Regions from separate parts of the Sus scrofa genome. Here region 2 is linked to region 1. Evidence: chromatin contacts called from public Hi-C data. All regions are on one chromosome and are shown on one strand. Each heading gives the region's core, a stretch centred on a gene start, on an enhancer-like site or on the middle of the called end of the contact. The rest is flanking DNA. Distances are from core to core; before and after follow the strand shown.

Region 1 (7,065 bases), core at 1,765-4,264:
TTTGCATTTCTTTTTTTCTTTTTTTTTCTTTTTTTTTTTTTTTGTCTTTTTGCCTTTTCTAGGGCCACTCCTCAGCATATGGAGGTTCCCAGGCTAGGGGTCTAATCGGAGCTGTAGTCACGAGCCTACACCAGAGCCACAGCAACACCAGATCCAAGCCCTGTCTGCCACCCACACCACAGCCCATGGCAACACTGGATCCTTAATCCACTGAGCAAGGCCAGGGATCAAACCCCCAACCTCATGGTTCCTACTTGGATTCGTTAACCACTGAGCCACGACGGGAACTCCTGTGAATCTTTGGTTGCCTTAGAAAAGTTTTATGTTTTTCTTGATTGTTTTTCACCTTTGGGTCATGCTTAGAGAACTCGTCAGTCTACAATTGAAAAATGTCATGTGTGTTTTCATTTGGGTACAGACAATAAGGACAGAGGAGTCTGGGATGAAAGGAAATAAAATTGTTTGAATTTGGGGGGAAAGTATGGGGAGGCGCAATAGGTAAAGAATTCTAAAAAAAATAAATAAATAAAGTATCCATTTATAAAAAAAAAAAAAAAAAAAGGAGTTCCCGTCGTGGCGCAGTGGTTAACGAATCCGACTAGGAACCATGAGGTCCCTGCCCTTGCTCAGTGGGTTAACGATCCGGCGTTGCCGTGACCTGTGGTGAAGGTTGCAGACGCGGCTCGGATCCCGTGTTGCTGTGGCTCTGGCGTAGGCCGGTGGCTACAGCTCCGATTGGACCCCTAGCCTGGGAACCTCCATATGCCGCGGGAGCGGCCCAAGAAGTAGCAACAAAAACAACAACAACAACAACAAAAAGACAAAAGACAAAAAAAATAAATAAAAAAAAAAATAAAGTATCCATTTATAAAAAAAAAAAAAAGAAAAGAAAAGAGTTTGATTCCCTGCCCAGGAACTTCCATATGCCACAGGCCCCAGGGGGAAAAAAAAATCAACTGACGCTTAACAAGTAACAATACTTGTTTCCTTGATTCAAACGTTGATTTACTGAAATCTACAGTGGAAGACCTATAACTTAGTGAAACCATACATTACTTTAAAAACTCATGCATTAGTTAAAGATCCATTTCAATATCAAGATAGGCCTATGTATTTTAATGTGACAAGACAGGAAGTATTCAGTGTTTCAGGTTCCACTTGGTCAAAAAACAAAACTGAGAAACTACCACTTGCATAATTTTAATTTAGTAACAAAGATGATTAGCAAAAATTATCTGAAAATGTTAGTTAAAACACTACTCTCATGCATTTGTAAGGCTGCATATTTTTTCATATACTTCAATCAAAATAACAGTGGGTTGTTTTGGTATTTATTTGTTTTTGTTTTTGTTTTGTCTTTTTGCCTTTCTAGGCCTGCTCCCACGGCATATGGAGGATCCCAGGCTAGGGGTCCAATTGGAGCTTCAGCCGCAGGCCTATGCCACAGCCATAGCCACACCAGATCTGAGCTTCGTCTGCGACCTACAGCACAGCTCACGGCAAGGCCAGATCCTTAACCCACTGAGCAAGGCCAGGGATGGAACCTGCAACCTCATGGTTCCTAGTCGGATTCCTTAACCACTGCGCCACGAAGGGAATTCCTCCAGCGGTCTTCTAATGCGAGACGAGAGTTGCAAAAAATGTAAAAAATACACTCTTCTGAGACTTGTGGTTGCCTGATGGGAGGGGGAGGGAGGGGGAGGGAGTGGGAGGGATCGGGAGCTTGGGCTTATCAGACACAACTTAGAATAGATTTACAAGGAGATCCTGCTGAATAGCATTGAGAACTATGTCTAGATACTCATGTTGCAACAGAAGAAAGGGTGGGGGAAAAACTGTAATTGCAATGTATACATGTAAGGATAACCTGACCCCCTTGCTGTACAGTGGGAAAATAAAAATAAATAAATAAATAAGTAAATACACTCTTCTCACTATTCTGCTTATCTAGGAAAATAGTTATTTCTCATAAAAACATATGATTTCTGTTAACATGTAAAAGGTTATTAATACTATCACCCTGCCCGGATTATAAAATATCGGACCCTCCCCGCATGGATTTTCCTGACGCGGCCCCAAGTCCCCACTTCTCACTCCCATTGCGGGTCGGGTTTCTGGAGAAGCCAATCAAAGCCACCGCGGTCCCGGGTTACAAAATCTCCACTCACCCGCCTCCACTCAGCTTCTTCCCAGACCCCAAGGATACGGGTCAGGGGGTCTCGAGCCCTCCTCCTGCTTCTCTGGGGGGGGGCCTGGCCCTGACCCGGACCCGGGCGGGTGAGTGCGGGGTTGGGGAGGAACGGCCTCTGCGGGGAGGAACGAGGGCACCGCCTGGCTGGGGAGCCGGACCCCAGGAGAAGATGCGCCTCCGCCGCCTCCGCCCCAGATTCCCCACCTCGGTCCTGCCGGGCCCTGTACCTCCCCCGCCTCCCACCCCTTCCGAACTCCAGTGCCCTCTCCGACCCACCACCCCTTTCCCTTCTCACCAGCCCCACGCCTCCTCCCCGGTCCCACGCCTCGCACCCGGGGCCCCGCGCCGGGAGGAGGGTCGTGTCTCCCCCTCCTCCCCACCCCCAGGCTACCACTCCCTGAGGGATGTCTACACCGCCGTGTCCCGGCCCGGCCGCAGGGAGACCCGCTCCATTGCCGTCGGCTACGTGGACGACACGCAACTCATGAGGTTCGACAGCGACGCCCCGAATCCGAGGGTGGAGCTGCGGCCGTCGTGGATGGAGCAGCAGGGGCCAGAGTATTGGGATCTGAACACGCGGGGCGTCAAGGACACCGCACAAACTCCCGCAGTGAACCTGAACACCCTGCGCCGCTACTTCAACCAGAGTGAGGCCGGTGAGCGACTCGGGCCCGGGTCCAGGGCACGACCACCATCCCCAGGACCGGCTGGGGTCGCCCCAAGATTTCTGGACCCGCAGGGCCCCTTCATCTGGGAAGGGGCGGCAGGACTTTCACCCAGTTTCACTTTCAGTTAGGTTTAACCTCTGGTCGGTCGGGGCGGGGGGCGGGGCTGACTTCCGGCGGGGCTACGGGCCCGGATCAGTTATCGGGTCACCGCTAGGATCTCACACTCTCCAGTGGACTTACGGCTGCGACGCAGAGCCAGACGGCCGCCTCCTCCGCAGGTACGAACAGTTCGCCTACGACGGGGAGGATTTCATCGCCCTGAACGAGGACCTGCGTTCCTGGACCGCGGCGGACACGGCGGCTCAGATCACCAAGCGCAAGTGGGAGGCTTCAGGTGAGGCGGAGCGCGATAGGAACTACCTGCCGGGAACGTGCGTGGAGTGGCTCAGCAGACACCTGGAGATGGGGAAGGACACGCTGCAGCGCAGAGGTATCAGGGGCCGCGGGGCCTCCACAATCTCCCCTCGGGAGGGAGCTGGCTTCTTAAAAGGAGAGGAAAATGGAATCAGTCTAAGAATATATAGCCTTTCTGGTGTAGGTCGCAGACGCGGCTCAGATCCTGAGTGACTGTGGTGTAGCCCGGCAGCTACATCTCCAATTCGACCCCTAGCCTGGGAACTTCCCTCCATATGCTGCGGATGCAGCCCTCAAAAGACAAAAAACAAACAAACAAAAAAACACCGCCATTCTTTCTGGACGGGAGAAAGAGGTTCTTATATCCTGTACTAGAGAGTGACTTGCTCAGAAGCCAGACTTTCTCTAAAGGGCAATTAAAGAATTTAGTCTCAGGGAAATGGAAAGGGAGACCATCCCTGATGTAACTGATCAGCAGTTCCCTGTGACTCTGACAGCAATGTTGTGAACCATGACTTTCTCTCTAAAGGTCTTTTTCTCCACCTGAGAACATCTTTGGAGGCCTGACTCCAGCTTTTCTGAGTCAGTCACCCTCCACCCAGAATAGGACCAGAGACTGTCTTCTTCCTCTGAGACCTGAAGACTTTTACCCTAGTCTCTAATTATAGAAATTTCCAAGGAATAGGAGATATTTCCAGACCCCCACCCCCATCCCCAGGCCAGGCTGGTGTCTGTGGTTTGTGCTTCTCCTTCCAAACCATTGTCCTCTCCATTCTCCCAGTGGTCACATGAGGCTGCTTCAGTGGCCCCTTGTGAGTAATCCGAAGTGAATTTTCTGATTCTTCTTCCTCAGACCCTCCAAAGACACATGTGACCCGCCACCCCAGCTCTGACCTCGGGGTCACCTTGAGGTGCTGGGCCCTGGGCTTCTACCTAAGGAGATCTCCCTGACCTGGCAGCGGGAGGGCCAGGACCAGAGCCAGGACATGGAGCTGGTGGAGACCAGGCCCTCAGGGGATGGGACCTTCCAGAAGTGGGCGGCCCTGGTGGTGCCTCCTGGAGAGGAGCAGAGCTACACCTGCCATGTGCAGCACGAGGGCCTGCAGGAGCCCCTCACCCTGAGATGGGGTAAGGAGGGCCCTGGGGGCGGAGCCTCTTCTCAGACACAGCAGAAGCCCTTCTGAAGACCTTCCGCAAGGTCGGGACTCAAGCCTGAGGAGGGCCCTCCCCTCGCCCTTTGTTCCCAGACCCTCCTCAGCCCCCCTGCCCTGTCCCCATCATAGGCATCATTGTTGGCCTGGTTCTCGTTGCTGAAGTGGTGGTGGCTGGAATTGTGATCTGGTGGAAGAAGCGCTCAGGTAGGGAAGGGAGCGGGGATCTGAGTCTCCTTGTCTCAGTGGGGGTTTCAAGCCCAGGTGGAAGTTGACCTGCCTTATTCCTGGGATGACCCCTCCACACACATGTGCTGAGTCTGGGGCTGAGTGCTACCACGTACCCTCTGTAAAGCAGGTGTGGAAATGAAAGACAAAATACTCACCTGGATACTTCTGGTGATCCGGGCCTGATTTCCAGCAGTCAGAGATTAGAGGGGAAGGTCCCTGCTGAGGACACACTTCTAGGAGGGCGGTTGGTTCAGGCCCTGCGCATCTCTTCTTCATGTTTCCTGACCCTGCCCAGAGTCTTCAGTCACAGTTCTAGAAACCTCCCTGTGGTCCAGGACTAGGGGCTTCCTCTAGGATCTCATGACCCTGCCTCCTCCCTGGCCTGTCATGTGATGTTTTCTGCCTAAAGACAGAAAAGATAGCAGCTATGCTCAGACTGCTAGTAAGTTTGGGTCGATTGGAGGGTTATGCCTGAAATCGTTGGAATAGTGTAAATGGGAGCCTATGGGGAGGAATCTCATCCATCCCATAATTCCTCCTTTAGTCTCATCTCCTATGGACTTTGATCAGATCCTGTTTCGTTTTATCCCAGCAAGTGACAGTGCCCAAGGCTGTGATATCATCTTTCACCAGTCCTAAAGGTGAGACCCTGAAGGGCCTGATGCTCAGCCCTGGGGACCTCTTCCCCCCCGGGCCACCTTCTCCTCAGTCACCAACAGATCAGTGAAGCCCAGGCTGGGCTGAGTCCACGGCACCAGCACCTCAGGTACCGACCCCACGAAAGGTCCCTGCGGCTGTCACTGTGTCTCCATCTTTTCAAAGATCCGAATTCTCAAAAGGTACAAGGACTAAACCCTGGAAGTCCCAGTGCTAAGTAACCTGATCAGACCACACACCTGAGCCGGCACATTTCTGGCACTGTGTCTAGACAGCACAGAGACCTGGGAGTCCTAAACTTTACTGCATAGGAATCATCAGGACATTTTGTTAAAATTCAGAGGTCTGCAGTAGAGCGTGGAGTTCTGTGTTGTAACAAGGTTGGTGCTGATGATGCTGGTCTCCGGTTCACACTTTTTTTTTGGCGGGGGGGGGAGCAACCTCAGCATATGGAAGTTCCCAGGCTAGGGGTCGAATCAGAGCTACAGCTGCCGGCCTGCACCACAACCACAGCAACATGGGATCTAAGTCTCACAGCAATGCCAGATCCTTAACCCACTGAGCCGGGCCAAAGATTGAACCCACATCCTCGTGTATACTAGTTGGGTTTGTTACTACTGAGCCACAACTGGGAAGTCCCAATCCAGATCACACTTTGAGTAGCAAGACTGGAGACCAGGATTCCCACGTGGCTGTGCATCAGGCTCACCTGTCAGGCTTGTGGAATAAGGAATTCTTGGGCTCCGTGCCCAACATTCTGGGTCTGGGAAGAGACCTGAGTATCTTGCAGCAGTCCCTACAAGCAGTCCTGGGCGGGGCTCAGCCAGATTGGGAACCAATGAGGTCAGTGATCAGAGAGCGCCCAGGGTGGGGAGGGGTCTTCAATCCGCAATTACGTGTTGTGTGTTCCTGGGAAGAAAAGGGCAAGACATCTGCTGGGGCATAGCTGTTGTTTCTCTACCTGGGGTGTGTAGCCAGGCGGAAGACTTGGGGACGTGCTTATCAGCCCAGCGTAATGAAAATCAATGCATCCTTGCTCTCTGAAACTACTCCCTAGGTGGATTTCTCACTCATTCCTTGGTACAAACAATGGAATCCAAATTTTTCTAGTTGTAACATAAATGAAAAGTGTGTCTGTCTGTCTGTGTCTGCCTGTGTCTGTCTGTGTGTGCGTGTGGACTGGGACTCTGTTCCTTTCAGGGAAAGCCACAGAACAAGCTTGAGGCTACATAGCCGAGAACAAAATCCACAATCCACCCGAGGGTACCACACAGGAACCCCCGCCCCTGCAGCTGAGCGTAGATGTCACTGCTCACACCACTGACACCTCACTGGGCTGGGACTGCTGTAGTTGCTTCTCTTGGCAGCTGGATGTCACTACTGCCTCTCATGCCACCTTTGCCAAATGCATGCAGCACTGTCCTGGCTTCTTTATGTCACCACACCCTGAGTCAGAGTCAGTATGCGGTCACCTGACTGGTGGACTTATGCCGTGTCCACCTGCAAGAATGTTGAGGAAACAAGTTTTGCTGTCATGTGGAGGGAGATGGTCTCTGTCTCCTAGTAAGACACTTGAAGTGGGGATCCCCCTAAGGCAGGAAGAGGGTACAGGTGCCGGGAGTGAAGAATGGGGTGAGAGATGGAAAAAGAATGACAAATATTAATTTTCCTGGCTGCATTTGAACATTGCTCTGGACTAGTGACTCTTTTTTTTTTTTTTTTTTTTTGCTTCTTTTTATTGCTTTTTTTTCGG
Region 2 (7,065 bases), core at 1,910-4,409, 170 kb after region 1:
GGGGGTGCCCCCATAACCCCCGATCCCTTCAGACAAGGACAAGGGAAATGATTCATCACCTCCCTCTAGGACACTCAGTTTCTCGCTATCCAAGCTCCGCCTGTGGTCAGGGACCAGGGTGCTGATCTCCCAGAGCCGCTGCATCAGCCAACAGGCCCGGCACCGTGGGGTATACGAGAGGGGAGGGGACGGGTCTGCCTTCATGAAGAGCCTAGTTAGAGAAGACTTAGAAAAAAAGACGTGAGTGTACGGCATGAAACGATTAATTGCCAAATGTGTGGTGCTCTAGAGTCTTCAGTTGCCTCATGCTCATAGAAGGGAGAGGTTGTCCAGAGCTTGGGGTTTTGGTAGGATCACTTGAGGATGAACCTTGAAGACGAGAAAGGGATTTTAATAATGAGGAACAGGGAGCCATTTTTGGAAGCTAGGAAAAGGGTGACTCTAGGGAAGAAAAAAGTATGGGTGTTGATGCAAGAACGTGGCTGTTGAAGCCACTTTTCTTCTTACAGCTAGACCAAAAAGATGGGTTTGGAAAGTAAAACCCCAAGTGGTTGGTGGTGATTTCAGGTGTGAAGGGTGAGGTGGACCATAGAGACATCCTCTGTGGTGATAGGGTAATAAATCCTGAGTTAGGATATGAGAGCGGGATGGAAAGGAAAGGACAAATGGAAAGAGCCAGGTGGGAGTTGGAGAGAGACAATAATCCAATTCCAGGTGAGTATGAAGAATGTTGAAGACTTACTGAGCTGGGAGTTCCCTGGTGGCCTAATAGTTAAGGATCTGGCATTGTTACTGTTGTGGCTTGGGTCACTGCGGTCATTTGGGTTCAGTCCCTGGCTGCAGAACTTGTCATGGGCATAGCAAAAAAAAAAAAAAAAACCTGAGGCGGGACAGCTAATTTTGGAGTTATTTTTTGGCCAAATAATATTGGACCTCAGGTATGAGGTTTATATTGAAAGTGAAGGTTTGGTAAATCAACTATAATGGAAAAAATAAAAATCACAAAATTAAAAAAGAAAGTGTAGGTTTGGTGTGGACGTAGTTGCAGAGGTTCCACTGGTACATTTCCAAATTAGAGGAACACCCTTTGGAATGTGAGGGAGAAAAGCAAGGGTCTTGTGCCAAGTTCAGTGCTACATGTAAAAGTAATCTCCACGATTTGATGAAGTGGGTCCAGAACAGAGGCAGCAGGCTTCAAGTCCACTACTAATGGTATGACCTTGGACTTAACCTCTTGGTACCTGTTTGCTCATCTGTAACATGGAGGTGATCCAACCTCACCAGGTTATTCAGGGATTAGATATATAACCATTTGTAAAGGACTGTAAATTCTTCTGCTTTTGTTAACATGTATTTCATGTTACACTCTATACTTTACACTTAACATTTTCAGTTCACTTGTTTAGATGAGATGATACATCAGATATACAGGAATGTTACTTGTAAAATGAATACTAAAATTTTACATTTCCCACAGTTTTTTTGTTTTTTGTTTTAGGGCCGCAACTTTGGCATGAAGAAGCTCCCAGACTAGGGGTCAGTCAGAGCTGAGCTGCTGGCCTACACCACAGTCACAGCAGCAAAGGATCCAAGCCACGTCTGCAACCTGCACCACAGCTCACGGCAATGCTGGAGCCTTGACCTACTGAGCGAGGCCAGGGATTGACCCTGCATCTCATGGATGCTAGTCAGGTTTGCTGAGACACAAGGGAACTCCTCAGAGGAAGTAACATTAAAGCCAAAGCCTTTAGATGGAGAAGGAACTGACTAGATAAGTGAGAAAGAGCCTTTGGGGAAGGGACCAGAATGGGCAAAGGCCCAGAAGCTGGAAAAAGTTTGACTTGGCTTAAGCTTAGAACATGGAACCTAGCTTGAGCTTGGAGCCTGAGCAGGAGCCAGGACCCACAGGGCCTTGTAAACCTTGATAGGGAGTTGGGCTATGATCCCGGGAGCAATAGGGGGCCCTCGGTGTCTCTGCCGGAGTGTGATTGACCTAGTTTTCATTTTCACAGAATTGGCTGCTGGATGAAGAATGGAGGGGGCAGGGAGCAAGGTCAGGAGGGGCGTTAGATATTCTCTTGGGAAGGAGGAAATACTCCCCTTCCTCTCCGAAAGGAAAGAAAATAATGTAGACTGATTTTCAGCCAAAGAGAAGTGCAAGCACTCCAGGGGGCTCACTTTCCCAGGAGGTTTGGTGCCGGCGAATCAAGAGGAGTTCAGAAGTTTGCCAGGCAGCGGTAAATGTTGAGTTGGTGCTAATAATTTACACTGCGCCAGGGTGGTAGGATTTCCTGATCTTTCAATGTTAGGTTTACTGCCAGGGAGCAGGAATGGGAGAAACAACATAATGGTGATTGAGAATTGGAGATTGGACTGGTGTGCTTGGGAAAGCTGACAGTGTCAAAAGTTCGAAGTGGATTTGGGGGATGGGAGTGGAAATGGAAAGAGAAAGAACAGGCCAACTGAAGCAGTCGCGAGGGCGTGGTGAAGAACAGAAATGAGTTGATGGGTACAGTGAAATGGAAGAGATGCTCAGCCTCTCCCCCTATGCCCCCAAAATAAAGAAAACCTAAGTAACAGTTTATTTTGGATTTTCATGAAGAATTTGAAAGGAAAATTACTGAACTTTTTTTTTTTTTTTTGTCTTTTCTATGGCCACACAGCACATGCAGGTTCCCAGGCTAGGGGTCTAATCAGAGTTATAGCTGCCGGCCTATGCCAGAGCCACAGCCACGTGGGATCTGAGCCACGTCTGTGACCTACACCACAGCTCATGGCAATGCCCAATCCTTAACCCACTAAGCAAGGCCTGGAGTTCCCAGGCCAGGGATCGAACCCGCAACCTCATGGTTCTTAGTCGGATTTGTTAACCACTGAGCCACGATGGCAACTCCTGAACTCATTTTTAAAGTAAAATAGAAAAAACTAAGCTCTCTTTAAAGGTTCTTGTGGCCTGTTGCAGATGAAGGGAGGAAAGTATGAAGCAGGCAATAGATGGATCCAGAAGGAAGGAAATGCAAGTTAAAGAATTTTTAAATTTTTTTCTAAACTTTTCACTTGAGCTGTGTACTTCGTTATTTCACCTCCTTAGCTTGGCCTTTAGATTATGTCTTCTCAGGCGCTCTCCCAGTGCAGAGAGGAACAGCAGGCTAACTGGACACCCTCTTTGGCGAAATGGGGCAAAGGGAAGATAAAATCTGCCCCACTGGCTTTAAGTGTAGGTTCGGTTTGTGACTTTAGGAAGTTGCTGCCCTCTTGTGGCCAATCCTAGAAACAACAGCCAAGAAACGTGTTCTAGGAACAGTGAAATTTTTCTTTTTTTCCTTTTTTTGGCCTCCCTTTGGCATATGGAGTTAGCCGTTACCCGGCCAGGTATCAGATACAAGCTGCTGTTGCGATCTAAGCTGCAGCTGCCGGCAATCGGCTTTACTAAGTGTGGGTTGGGCTTGTGGAATTTAGGAAGTTACTGCCGTCTTGTGGCCAATCCTAGAAACAACAGCCTAGAAACACGTTCTAGGGACAGTGAATTTTCCCTTTTTTTGGCTGCCCCCGCAGCATATGGAGTTCCCAGGCCAGGGATCAGATCCCAAGTGCTGTTGCGACCTAAGCCACAGCTGTGGCAACACCGGATCCTTAACCCACTGTGCCAGCCTGGTCTGGGGACTGAATATGTGTCCCAGTGCTCCCAAGACGCTACCTATCCCATTGCTCCATTCCACCACAGTGGGAATGAAAAAACAAAGCCCTTCGGATGATTCTGATGGAACGCTAAAAGGTTGGAAACCACTCTTCTCAACTCTGGCCTCAATATGCTCCCTTTCCCCATAAAACGTAACCTACTGATTTCTAATTGCATAATAGCAGAACTTAACTATTTAATCCTCTCCATCTTCTGCTTTCTAACCCTCGTTTAAATTCCTTCCCTAAGCTACTCTGCAGGCTGGCAGATCAGCTAGAATCCATGTGTCTGAACCTCCTGCATCTCAGCCAATCTGTGAGTTCTGGATCCCCAGTGTCTCACAACACGGGAGCCCCCCTGTACCCTGCGGTGTTTCATATTCACAGCACTCCTTCACCAGTTTTTTCTTCCCTTTTTAGGGCTACACACACAGCATATAGTTCCCAGGCTGGGGGTCTAATTGGAGCTACAGCTGCTGGCCTACACCACGGCCATAGCAACGCCAGATCTGAGCCATGTCTGCGACCTACACCACCGCTCACAGCAACGCTGGATCCTTAACTCACTGAGCGAGACCAGGGCTCAAACCCACAACCTCATGGTTCCTAGTCGGATTCTTTTCTGTGTGCCACGACAGGAACTCCCTTCACCAGTATTTAATACCAACAAAGTATTGAAAACTACATTCCACAGAGGTTTATATTAATGTAACCTCAAGCGCAGCTAAGTAACAGTAAAGAGTCCAGGAGTTCCCATCATGCTCAGCAGAATCGAATCTGATTAGCATCCATGAGGTTACGAGTTCGATGCCCAGCCTTGCTCAGTGGTTTTAAGGATCTAGTATTGCCGTGAGCTGTGGTGTAGGTTGCAGACGTGGCTCGGACCTGGCATTGCTGTGGCTGTGGTATAGGCCAGTGGCTACAGTTCCAATTCGACCCTTAGCCTGGGAACCTCCATATGCCACAGGTGTGGCCCTAAAAAGACAAAAAATTCCAAATACACCGGGGGTTAAATAAGTTGCTTCTCTTTCCACTGTTTATTATTAATGTACAAAATATACAAAACCAAAAGAAAAAGAAAAATACTCATCCTCAAATCCATTGTGGCTCTAACCATAGACCCTGCACAAAACCCAACCAATCCACTGTTTTCATAGAAAACAACTGATGCTGAGACAGGTGAAGGAAAGGGCTGGAGAGGGCCAGTCACCCTAACGAATCCACCCAGGAAGGCACCTGGTGGGGACTCAGAGGTGGCTGACAGGGCAAGGGAGCTGGAGGCCTCCCCCGACAAGGTTCCAGGTAGGGGCCAGGAGCGCACTCACTCCTGAAGGCAGTGCATGTAGTGTGACTGTCAGGCCCAGCACACCGGGCTTCAGTTGATGAAAAGCTGGTCTCACTGAAGTGTTTTAATTTCCAGAATGAGCCGTAGGCAAGGGTGGACCGCCACAAAGAGCCACCCCTAGGCCAGCTCAAACTTGACTGGATGCAGATAGGAATTTGCCATCATCGAACCCAGCCAGACCCATGCTGCAAACTCGGCTCTTCAGACGGTCGCAGTCCTTAGAGAAAGAATTCAGAACGGATGGCTGGAGGGGGGGTGGGGGGGCGAGGTGTGTTCCGGACTCAAATCCAGCCGGACCGAGCCCCTCCGTGCAGAGGGAGGTAGAGCACCCCTTACCACCTCTACCCCGCAGGGAGGAATATCCGTGGCTGGGATGATCTCACACGCGTCGGGACCCAGCGCAGGAGAGCAGAGGTGGGCTCCGGCCTCGCTAGCTTCAGGTTCTCCGGCACGCAGGGTCACACCGGGGAGGGAGGGACTTGGGAAACCGGACAACTCTCCTCAAAAAGTGAAGCCAACTGGGTCTCCTCTTCAGTCCAGGGTACAGAATGTGTCCAGTCTCTCCTCCCCAGACTGGAGGGAAATATGTACATCGATGCGCACCAGTGATCAGAAAACCCCCAGGAACCCAGGCAGGTGGGCGCTGAGGGGGCCAGCTCCTCATCGGCTGGGGGCAGGGGACAGTGGGCCTCACAGAAGCCATAAAAGGGTGGAAGGAGCCAGGCTACAGTCCGCAGGGCTGTGTGCGGGCGGGCGGGCGGTCCTAGGGCAGGGGGGGCCCATTGACACCCGGGTGGTAGAAGGCACAGTTGTTCTCGTAGCGGCAGTTGCCCTTCATCATGAAATGTCGACAAACGGGGCGCTTTGACATGTCTGTGGGAACAAGGGGGGAATGACGGTTAGACAGAATAGCTCAGAGGTCAGTACCACCCTCGCGGCAGCAGTCCAAGCCTCCTGAGAAGCATCTTTCAGCGACACCAAGCTTGGGGGCCTGGGGGAAGGGTAAAAGGTAGGAGCTGCCAGGCATGCTGGGAACTGGGAACGAGGTGACCTGGGGTTCTGCCTGCCACACCTGAGGTAGTGACAGCCCCCCCGCCAATGCCTGTATGGGACACCAAGAGGCACACAAGGGGACAGGGAGCATCCTCACCTCCTCCGTGGTTGTGGCCTCCATCATGCCCTCGGTGGCCCCCTCCTCCGTGACCAGGGCCATCATGGCCACGGTGTTCATGAGGTGGCGGCCCTCTATGGTCGTGGCCTCGGTGACCAGGGACATCATGAGGCCTGTGGCCATGGGGCCCCCCATGTCCAGGGCCTTCATGGGGCCGATGTCCACCACCAGCACCCATTCCTCCGCCAGGGCCTTCGTGGGGGCGATGTCCACTGCCTCCACCCATGCCACCGCCGGGACCTTCATGGGGGCGATGCCCCCCACCCATGCCACCGCCAGGGCCTTCGTGGGGGCGATGTCCCCCACCCATGCCACCGCCAGGGCCTTCGTGGGGGCGATGTCCACTGCCGCTGCTCATGCCCCCGCCAGGGCCTTCATGGGGACGATGCCCACCGCCTCCAACCATGCCCCCGCCGGGGCCCCCTCGTCCATTAGGCGGTCCTCCACCAGAGCGCCCTCCTCTGGCCCCTCGGAAAGGAGGAGGAGGAGGAGGAGGTTCATTTCCTCCTCGGCCACCGCGTCCTCTATGGTATGGTCCAGGACCTGGTCCTGGTCCCCCTCGCATCGGGCCACCCCGCATGGGGTCACCCGGGCCATCCCAGAAGGGATCACCCCCCCGGGGAGGGGGTGGGGGACCCAGGAGACGAGGACCCACTGGCCCACCAGGGCCCCCAGGGCCTCCATGGGGACCTATTGGGGGAGGAAAGGGAGAGAGACAGTATCAGCTGCCTGTCACACCCAAGGATTGCCACTCCCAGCTTTCATCACCCCTGTAGCATCACCAGACCCAAAGTACAGGGACAAGCCCATTCCACCCTCTCCCCCACTACCTACCAGGCATAGGCCCCCCGGGCCCAGGGGGGAAATGCTG

The links. Hi-C and Micro-C count contacts between places; a contact is called where the count stands out from the background.
Region 2: a contact with region 1 is called in a Hi-C map of liver, with 2.1 times the contacts expected there. The contact joins two enhancer-like sites. A contact is called at or near these places in 7 of 47 Hi-C or Micro-C datasets (blood, embryonic fibroblasts, liver and 4 more) and 1 of 2 datasets of contacts at active chromatin or transcription factors (alveolar macrophages).

The regions. Positions count from the first base shown.
Region 1 is chr7:22,972,232-22,979,296 of Sscrofa11.1, forward strand. It overlaps the pseudogene SLA-4. Among named protein-coding and RNA genes, the nearest start is that of SLA-2, 20 kb to the left of the region's middle. Within about 2 kb of position 3,015, at least 36 of the 83 cell types and tissues checked have an H3K27ac peak or open chromatin away from gene starts, as enhancers often do. A contact at or near this core is called in alveolar macrophages, liver and subcutaneous adipose tissue, where this site is marked.
Region 2 is chr7:23,144,147-23,151,211 of Sscrofa11.1, forward strand. PPP1R10 (protein phosphatase 1 regulatory subunit 10) reads right to left here. Exons shown (of 18, transcript NM_001123165.1): 16 at 7,029-7,065; 17 at 6,174-6,884; 18 at 5,787-5,896. The coding sequence ends at 5,787. Among named protein-coding and RNA genes, the nearest start is that of PPP1R10, 11 kb to the right of the region's middle. Within about 2 kb of position 3,160, at least 26 of the 83 cell types and tissues checked have an H3K27ac peak or open chromatin away from gene starts, as enhancers often do. A contact at or near this core is called in alveolar macrophages, liver and subcutaneous adipose tissue, where this site is marked.